Regions from separate parts of the Mus musculus genome. Here region 1 is linked to region 2. A link is a contact called in public promoter capture Hi-C data. All regions are on one chromosome and are shown on one strand. The core of a region is the stretch at or near the end of the contact, and the rest is flanking DNA. Distances in the headings are between cores, read along the strand shown. Region 1 holds the start of Arhgap19 (Rho GTPase activating protein 19). Region 2 holds the start of Tll2 (tolloid-like 2).

The links. Promoter capture Hi-C pulls out the DNA fragments that hold promoters and counts their contacts.
Region 1: a contact with region 2 is called in a promoter capture Hi-C map of pre-B cells, with 6 times the contacts expected there. The contact joins the promoter of Arhgap19 here to the promoter of Tll2 in region 2. A contact is called at or near these places in 4 of 39 promoter capture datasets (cranial neural crest, frontonasal cranial neural crest, hippocampal neurons and 1 more), 2 of 115 datasets of contacts at active chromatin or transcription factors (embryonic stem cells and stem cell-derived neural progenitor cells) and 2 of 9 other capture datasets (embryonic stem cells and macrophages).

The regions. Positions count from the first base shown.
Region 1 is chr19:41,800,162-41,803,664 of GRCm38.p6, forward strand. It overlaps Arhgap19 (Rho GTPase activating protein 19), which reads right to left and starts at 1,923. Exons shown (of 12, transcript NM_027667.3): 1 at 1,811-1,923. The coding sequence starts at 1,866.
Region 2 is chr19:41,204,601-41,208,462 of GRCm38.p6, forward strand. It overlaps Tll2 (tolloid-like 2), which reads right to left and starts at 2,174. Exons shown (of 21, transcript NM_011904.4): 1 at 1,877-2,174. The coding sequence starts at 2,045.

The DNA.
Region 1 (3,503 bases), core at 673-3,172, 600 kb after region 2:
AAACCCTTTCAGTACCCAGAGATATCAATTATCTACATTACTGCCCAGTACTGAATCTACAGTCATTTCTGTGCCCACTGCTGCAAGACATGGAGCCCACAGAAGATGTTCTCAGAGAGCGACTGTCTCCTCAGGACGTGTATGAGAGGCCAAAGACAGAGTTATGCAGCATATCTGTAAGTGCTGGGCTACACACCTTGGCAGTGAGATGCCTCCGTGAGTAACGGCACTCCCTGCAAAGCCTACAACCCAAGCATGATCCTCAAATCCACTCGGTGGAAGAAGAGAACCGTGAGCTGCTTTCTGCTCTCCTGTGCATGCACTGTGGTACCTAAGTGTGTGTGCACAGGCATACACAAGCACGATAAATGACAGATTTAAAAAGTGTTAGTCCCATTGATTAAATGGGGCTGGGGATGCAGCTCAGTCAGTAGGGGGCTTGCCTAGCAGCACATAAGACAGGGCTTGGTGGCATATGCCTGTAATTCCAGCACTTGGGAGGCAGAGGAAGGAGGTTCGGAAGCTCAAGATTGGGGTTCCCTGGATTACATGAGAGACTCTGTTTCAAAAATAAATAAATAAATAAATAAGCCTCACAAGAACCCCCAGACTAATCCCCTGCAATATGCAATTGACAAGTACACGGGTAGCTGAAACGAGACTGGGAGTTCCAGTCCAGCCGAGGTACTTAGCAAGAACCTGTCTCAGTAACGACAATAGAGGGTTTCAGATTCAGAGAAAACTGTGTTGGTCAGATAGTTAACAGTTTCAAATTTTACATTCAGTTGACAGCAGCCTCAAGGAAGAATTCTAAGTCCTCTTGCTGTAGAACAGTATTTCATTTGTCCTCATTTTCATTACAATTCAGGATTTTCGAGTCGGAGGAGAGATAATCTAATGACATTTATCAACCCACGGGCACAGTTCCCGGGAGAAATAAAAGGTCAAAGAGTGGAAAACTCCTCCATACAAAACAGTAACAATACCCACACAAGCCCATCAGGGCTCAGGAAAAATCAGGCTCACAAACTCGGTTTCCCAAAATTCTTGGTTCTTCTGTTCTGTACTAACTCCGTACCAAAGCATAGCATTGATCATACTCTCTGACAATGTAAGTAATCTCATTCTATTGGAGTGTGTCAGACTCCAAATATTTGTTTGTAATCGGTTAAGAAAGGCTCGACTTTATGACAGGGACAGTACTCGTTCCAGAAAGAAGAAATGAGATCACAATTTCAAGGAAACATAAAAATCTATCGTATTTTGAAGTGTTTGCCAGGATGGGTGCTATGCGCTTTAAATAGGTTGTGTCATCCCGTCCAGGTTCTGAAATAAGTATCGTTATGTTTATTTACAGAAGAAGGCTGAAGCCGAGAAAGGTCAGCCAGCTTAGGGGACAAAAATCCCTTTTAACCATCACTCAAGTCGCGGCTCTGAGTAAAGCGCAGAGGCTGTCACGAAGGACATTTAAAGCTCCCGGGGCGTTGTGGGATTCTCTAAACCGCTCTGGGCTTCAGTTGCCACTCAAAACGCTCGGCGCCAGGGCAGACACCATGACCGTGGCCCGGGGGTCTGCAGCCAGAGCGTCGGGAGGGCTCCACACACGGCCGTGGGACTCGCGGAGAGCAGCGCAGCGGGAAGCACGGACCGCAAAGACCCGCCTCAGCCCCCGCAGGCGCGTCGGCGTAGACACCACGGGAGAGAGGAACAAAGCCCGGGCCTGTGGACCACGGTGACTCAAGGGCAGGGCGGCGACATCGCTAGCCCACAGTCCCGTCTCCTAGGCAGCAGGACGGAAAACTTGGCTCACCTCCGGCCAGAGTCGCAGACCGGCGCCTCCCCTCCACTCGGCGCCTCAGCCGCCATCTTCCGCGGCAGCTTGGTCTGCAGCCCCGCCTCAGGCACCGCCCCTTAGCCCTTAGATTGGCTAGGATGGTTTTCTAAGTCCTGTACGATTGGACGAACCTATGGCCCCGCCTAAATAAGAACCGTTCCATGCTACTATTGGTCTATTCAAATATCTAACTGTCATTGGTAGCACAGAACCAACGAAAGGGCAGGAGAAACACCTGCCCGAGGCCTACCGGGAGATGTAGTTTCTCGTTTTGATTAACCCATGTAGTTCCGCGGATCAAGTCACAAATTCCTGGCTGCGCTCCCCTCCCCGCTAGGTAAATCTCTGAGTTACAAAACTGTCGGTTTTTAAAGTCACTTGAAGAGAAAAGGTTCTTGAGGCCCTGCCCATCCCCCAGTTCGGTAGGCAGTTAACGGTTGCTAGGGAAAAGGGCTCATCACCCCTCACTCACTTAAACCCCCATTCACCCCACCCCCAAGATCCATAGGCTTAGTAAAAGGGAAGAAAAGGCATTTTCTTCAATGGTATATAATCAGTGGTAAATTGCATACGTTCCTGTAAGCTACCCTAAGTAAACTCTTGTGTGTGTATATATGTATGTGTGTATGTATGTATGTATTTATGTATGAATGTATGTATGTGTGTGTGTATGTATGCAGGGGCTGATCTTCAGGGTACATATTTGGGGGAGGGGGAAAGTCAGTATAAAGACACCAAAAGCACTGGCTAGAATAGAGAGGCAAATTTTGGGTCATCCAAACAAGCCTCCTTGGGTGACTTCAGGCCAACAAGAAAATGTGACTAAGCCAGGCAGTGGTGGCGTATACCTTTAATCCCAGCACTTGGGAGGCAGAGGCAGGTGGAAAAAAAAAAAAAAAAAAAAAAAACATGGTATTGATATATGAAATTCACAATTAACAATAAGGGGCAGCTAGAGATGGTTCCGTGGTTCTAAGAACACTTGCTGCTTTTCCTGAAGACTAGAGTTTGATTCCCTGCATTGAAAGGTTCACAAGGGCCAGACAGTGAGTCCAGTTCCAAAGGACTGATTGCCTTCCTATAGCCTCCAGAGCTGGCCTCCGGGGCACATGCGCACAGATGCACAGAGACACATAAAATCTTTTCTAAAAGCAAAAAATATAGATGGTAGAGAGTAAAAAGTGAAGGGAAAGAACATTGTGACCCTGACTTGACCCCCAGACCAGGCAACCTTGACCCTATCTTGACCCCAAGCTCAAAATCAGGGCCAAGAAACAGAATCCCACCAATCCCTGAGCACAAAATTCCCACCAACCCCTAGAATTGCCCCAAAATCAGGCCACAAAAATCCCACCACTCCCTCCCTGGACACCCTGGAAAGCTCTGTCTTCATCGCCTGTCCCGCCCCACCAAGAAACCCTATACAAAACCCGCTGAGCTTCTGCCGCTTTTCACCCCAGCAGAGGCCGCCACCCTCCGCGGGTTTCCCCTTGCAGTAAGTTTCCTGTGTGAGGTTGGTTGTATGCTGGGTGGGACTTTGTGGTATTCCTTGGCTCAGGACTGCCAGAGTATCTCTGAGCAGAGCTATAACACTTTCACTGGGGACATCTCCCCCTGCTGGAGCAGAGATGGTGTTACACTTGCATTGGGGGAAACAACCCTCCCCCAC
Region 2 (3,862 bases), core at 924-3,423:
CTTACTTTCCAGCCCTGCCTGCCCGTCCCATCCAGTCCATGAACAGTCAGAGCATTTGTGTCTTTGTTCCCAACATTTTTTTTCTGAAATCACTGGACAGTCAATAGGCAGTCTTGCCTCGGGGTTGTCCCTGGAGGCTTACACCAGGTGGGAACTCCCAGTCAGATCTGCATCTTTCCCTCTGGGTCTGCAGCATCTAGACTAGCATCCTACATATACCAGGCACCCAGCCTGTTTTTTCAAACCAATCTCCCTTCTGGCCCCACTGGCCCCTACTGCCTCCCAGAGGTGGCTCCTCTGAATCTGACAGGTGTGACTGTTGCTCCTGCTCATCTCAAGCTTAGGCACTCTCATTTTAGGACCAGGTCACCATTCTAACCATGCTCAGACCATCCCGGCTGGACATTACAATCAGGCATGGTACCTTCATTTATCTGGAGGTACCACCTTCTCTATTTCCCGGAAGTCACCCATTCTATTTCCCATCCCGGGGCCTCATATACAGTTGGATTTTTCTGGCATCTTTCCTGTGGTTAAGGCCAGGTCCCCCCACACCCAGCTTGACCTTCCATATGCACAGGCCCCTCTGGTCTCAAGAACACCTGAGGCCTTCCTAGGAACCTCATCTTCTTCAGAGAACATGCATTGTGAAGTGACTCCAGCCTATGCCCTAGAGTTACCACAGTAATGGTAAAAATAACGACAACACTCTATAATTGATTCCAATGGCAAGAAATTCCCACCCAAGTCCTCTGTTTACCTTCTTCCATTTTAGAGATGAGGAGCCTGAGGCTGAGAGAAGTCTCTATGAACTGAGGGAATGAAATGGCCCAGACCTGATGGGCCACTGTGCCCAGAGGAACCACTCTGATCGCCTCAAGTATCCTCAAGGCCTCTTATCCCTTATTTTTGCACACCAGAAGCGAATCAATCAGGTTGGGCAATGGACAAAGGAAAACACTACTAACGGGTTCTCGGCCACCATCCAGGAGCAGCCTCAAGGTAGTCTGAGTCCTGCACCTGCTTGGGTCCCAGCTAGTAACTGCTCTTGACTTTGATACGTTTGGGTCCTTTGCGGACAGATACTTAGTAACCTTTGCTGGGATGCTTTATCACCCCCCATCTATCTCTTGCCGCACATCCCAAAACAGGGTTAGTAGCTGGAGGGAAGCAGGCCCTGTAGCTGGGGCAAAGGTTTGTGCTCAAATGCTGGCGTGCCCGGTGCAGTCCTGGGGCGCAGCTTCCTGGTGGAATTAGAGCACCTGCTGACTTCCATCTCAGTCGGGTGCTGAGGAGACTGCGGGGGTAGGGGCACGGGTGGGGGGGAAGCTGGAGCAATTCAAGTCGTGGGCGTTCTCCCTAGGGGACTCTTCCTTCTGTCCTGTGAAGCTTTTTTGTCTGTCTTCTAATCTCTTCCCAAGAGTAACTACAGATCTTGGAAACTTCGCGGGAAACTTCCAACTGCTGTGAACTCCGATGAAGCCAGCTACTCCATCGGACAGAGCCTGGAGCGCCGCGCCCAGCCAGGCTCGACTCCTGCAGTGTCTGGAGGTAGCGGGTGCCTAGAGGCTGACAGGCGACCCGAGCCCACCGTGCACCACACAGGCTTTGCTTTCCACATCCGCCAGAATTCCCTATGGGACCGATCCTGCGGCCGCCACCCGATGTGCACTGCTAACCTGGGACCAGGATGTCCTCCTGGACTTGGAGGAGTACTAAAGCAGTTTCCCGCAGACATTGTCCTCCCCCTCCCGCGGGAGCCGGGGACATCTCTCAGGAGCGGAGTGGCCCGCCTTGCCCACCCCTCATTTGCATTTCAAAGGCAAACTTCAGCCCGACTTGCCCGGAGACTAGGACAGCCAGCGGTGGTACCTACCAGCTTTGCAGGGGTCGTGGTAATGCAGCTGCTGCTCCGTGCCCTCCTCGCCTTCCAAGGCTCCGTAGTCCAAGGCGACATTCGAATGGTCCCCAGTCACTTCAGCACCGCGGGGCAGCGGTAGCAGCAACAGTAGCACCAGGGTGCCAAGAGTGGTCGCAAGGGGCATAGTGGCAAGGGGTCGGCGGGGCCCGAGGGACTTAACCTGCACAGAAAGCTCGGATCCAGAGAGACACCACGTACAGGGTCGGTTGTGGTGGCTGCTGCTTGGCTGCCAGGCACCGGTAGGGTACCAAGCAAGCCCAGTAAGGCGTTCTCGTCCGGCCTGGACACCCGGGAAGCCGCTGCTAAACACGACTTGCCCAGAGGCCAAGGCTGCGGTGGCTGTGATTGTGCTGGCGGCGGCAGCGGTAGGAACAGTGGCCGCTCCGCCCCTCTCCACCAGGGCTGGACCACACGCCCTCTCCAAGGGCCCCGGACAGCCAATCACTTATGCGTCCTAGGCGAGGCCCCTCCTCTTCCCTGCACCTCCGTAACTTCGGAGGAACCCAAGCAAACCGAAGATGCTGACAAGTGTTGGGCTCCCCGGGGCGCACGCCCACCTGGCCGAATGCAATCTTGTTTTGACACTGTGGTGCGCGCAACACTGCTCAACATTGAGGCTAGACTTCGCGCCCTACCTCCTTCTAGTAACTCATTTCACAACTCCCAGATGCACGCGTGGCAGGACGCAGGAGGGCCAGCAGCTTTGGTGTGTGTGAGTAGTCCTGGACACCTCGCTGCTGCCAACTTCGTGCTTTCGAAATTCGTTTCTCTGCAGAATGCAGTGTGTCTCACATGCCTCAGCAAAGGGGGCGAGGAGGGGGGAATGAGCAGGATTCTCTCCACTCTTTCAACAGCCCTGGTCCCACCAGCACAGGTGCGTGCTGCAGCACCCACCAAACCCGAAGTTGTGGGTGGGACTTGTAAGGATGGATAACGATGAGCTTATCCTTCAGTAAAACTGTCCCAATTGGGATGCTTTTGATAGTCAAAGACTCACAAATGAGCAACACTGTTATTTAAAGTTACAGACATACCAAGCAAGCCTTGCCGTTAGTTTGATAAAATAAAAATGAGCGATTCTTTAAATCTGGTTATTTTTGTGCCAGTGAAAAACATGCACCCAGATTATTTAGGGAGATAATCAGACGTTATTTGAAACTCGCTTATGTGATGTACCTTCAATGTTAAAAAAACTGTCAGAACTGATCCACTCTGACATACATTATTAACCGCAAGGATTTTCAAAGATCCTTTTATACAAGTAAATTGCCCTAATCAAGCATTATAGCACGTCAATGTGCTGTGAAGATTTGTGAGTGCATCACATCCAGAGTTTTTGTTTTTTGTTTTTGTTTTTTTAAATTAACTGCAGGAAGAAAGGTGGACTAAATTTCTCTTTGGGGCTTGTTACCACATGGTTTCCTAGCTGCTAAATGACAAAGCAGTCCAAAGCTGGGCTTTACACCAGGCTCCAAATGTCTCATCCTATCATCATCTGCCTTATCTATTAACTAGAACAACAGTTTCTTCAAACCAGGACAGGTAGTGATTAACCAAAGAAAAGTGTTTCACGAAGCATTTTATTTTGTTCTGAATCTCACTTAGTAATGGAGGGCTGACCCTGTCTGAGGCTGTCATCAAATGAGCACGGAAGTTATAGTCAGGTTAGGCAAGATCTGCTAGAACTGGCAGGTGAGAGGAGGGGACTTGAGAGGAAGAGCTGGCACCAAATGGCAAGGAAGGCCAAGTGGCCACTAAAATAGAGCATCAGTGGAGGAGGTTGGATGGCACTTCTGCCTGACTGCTGGAGGGAGTCAAACCCAACGCCACAGTTCGCTATATGCACCCAGTGAAGGTCACCACCTGTCAATAGATAAGGCCACAAAAGCGACATCTAAAGGGCTAACAAACTTCTGTGACACTTCCAGGCTTCCAGATGGC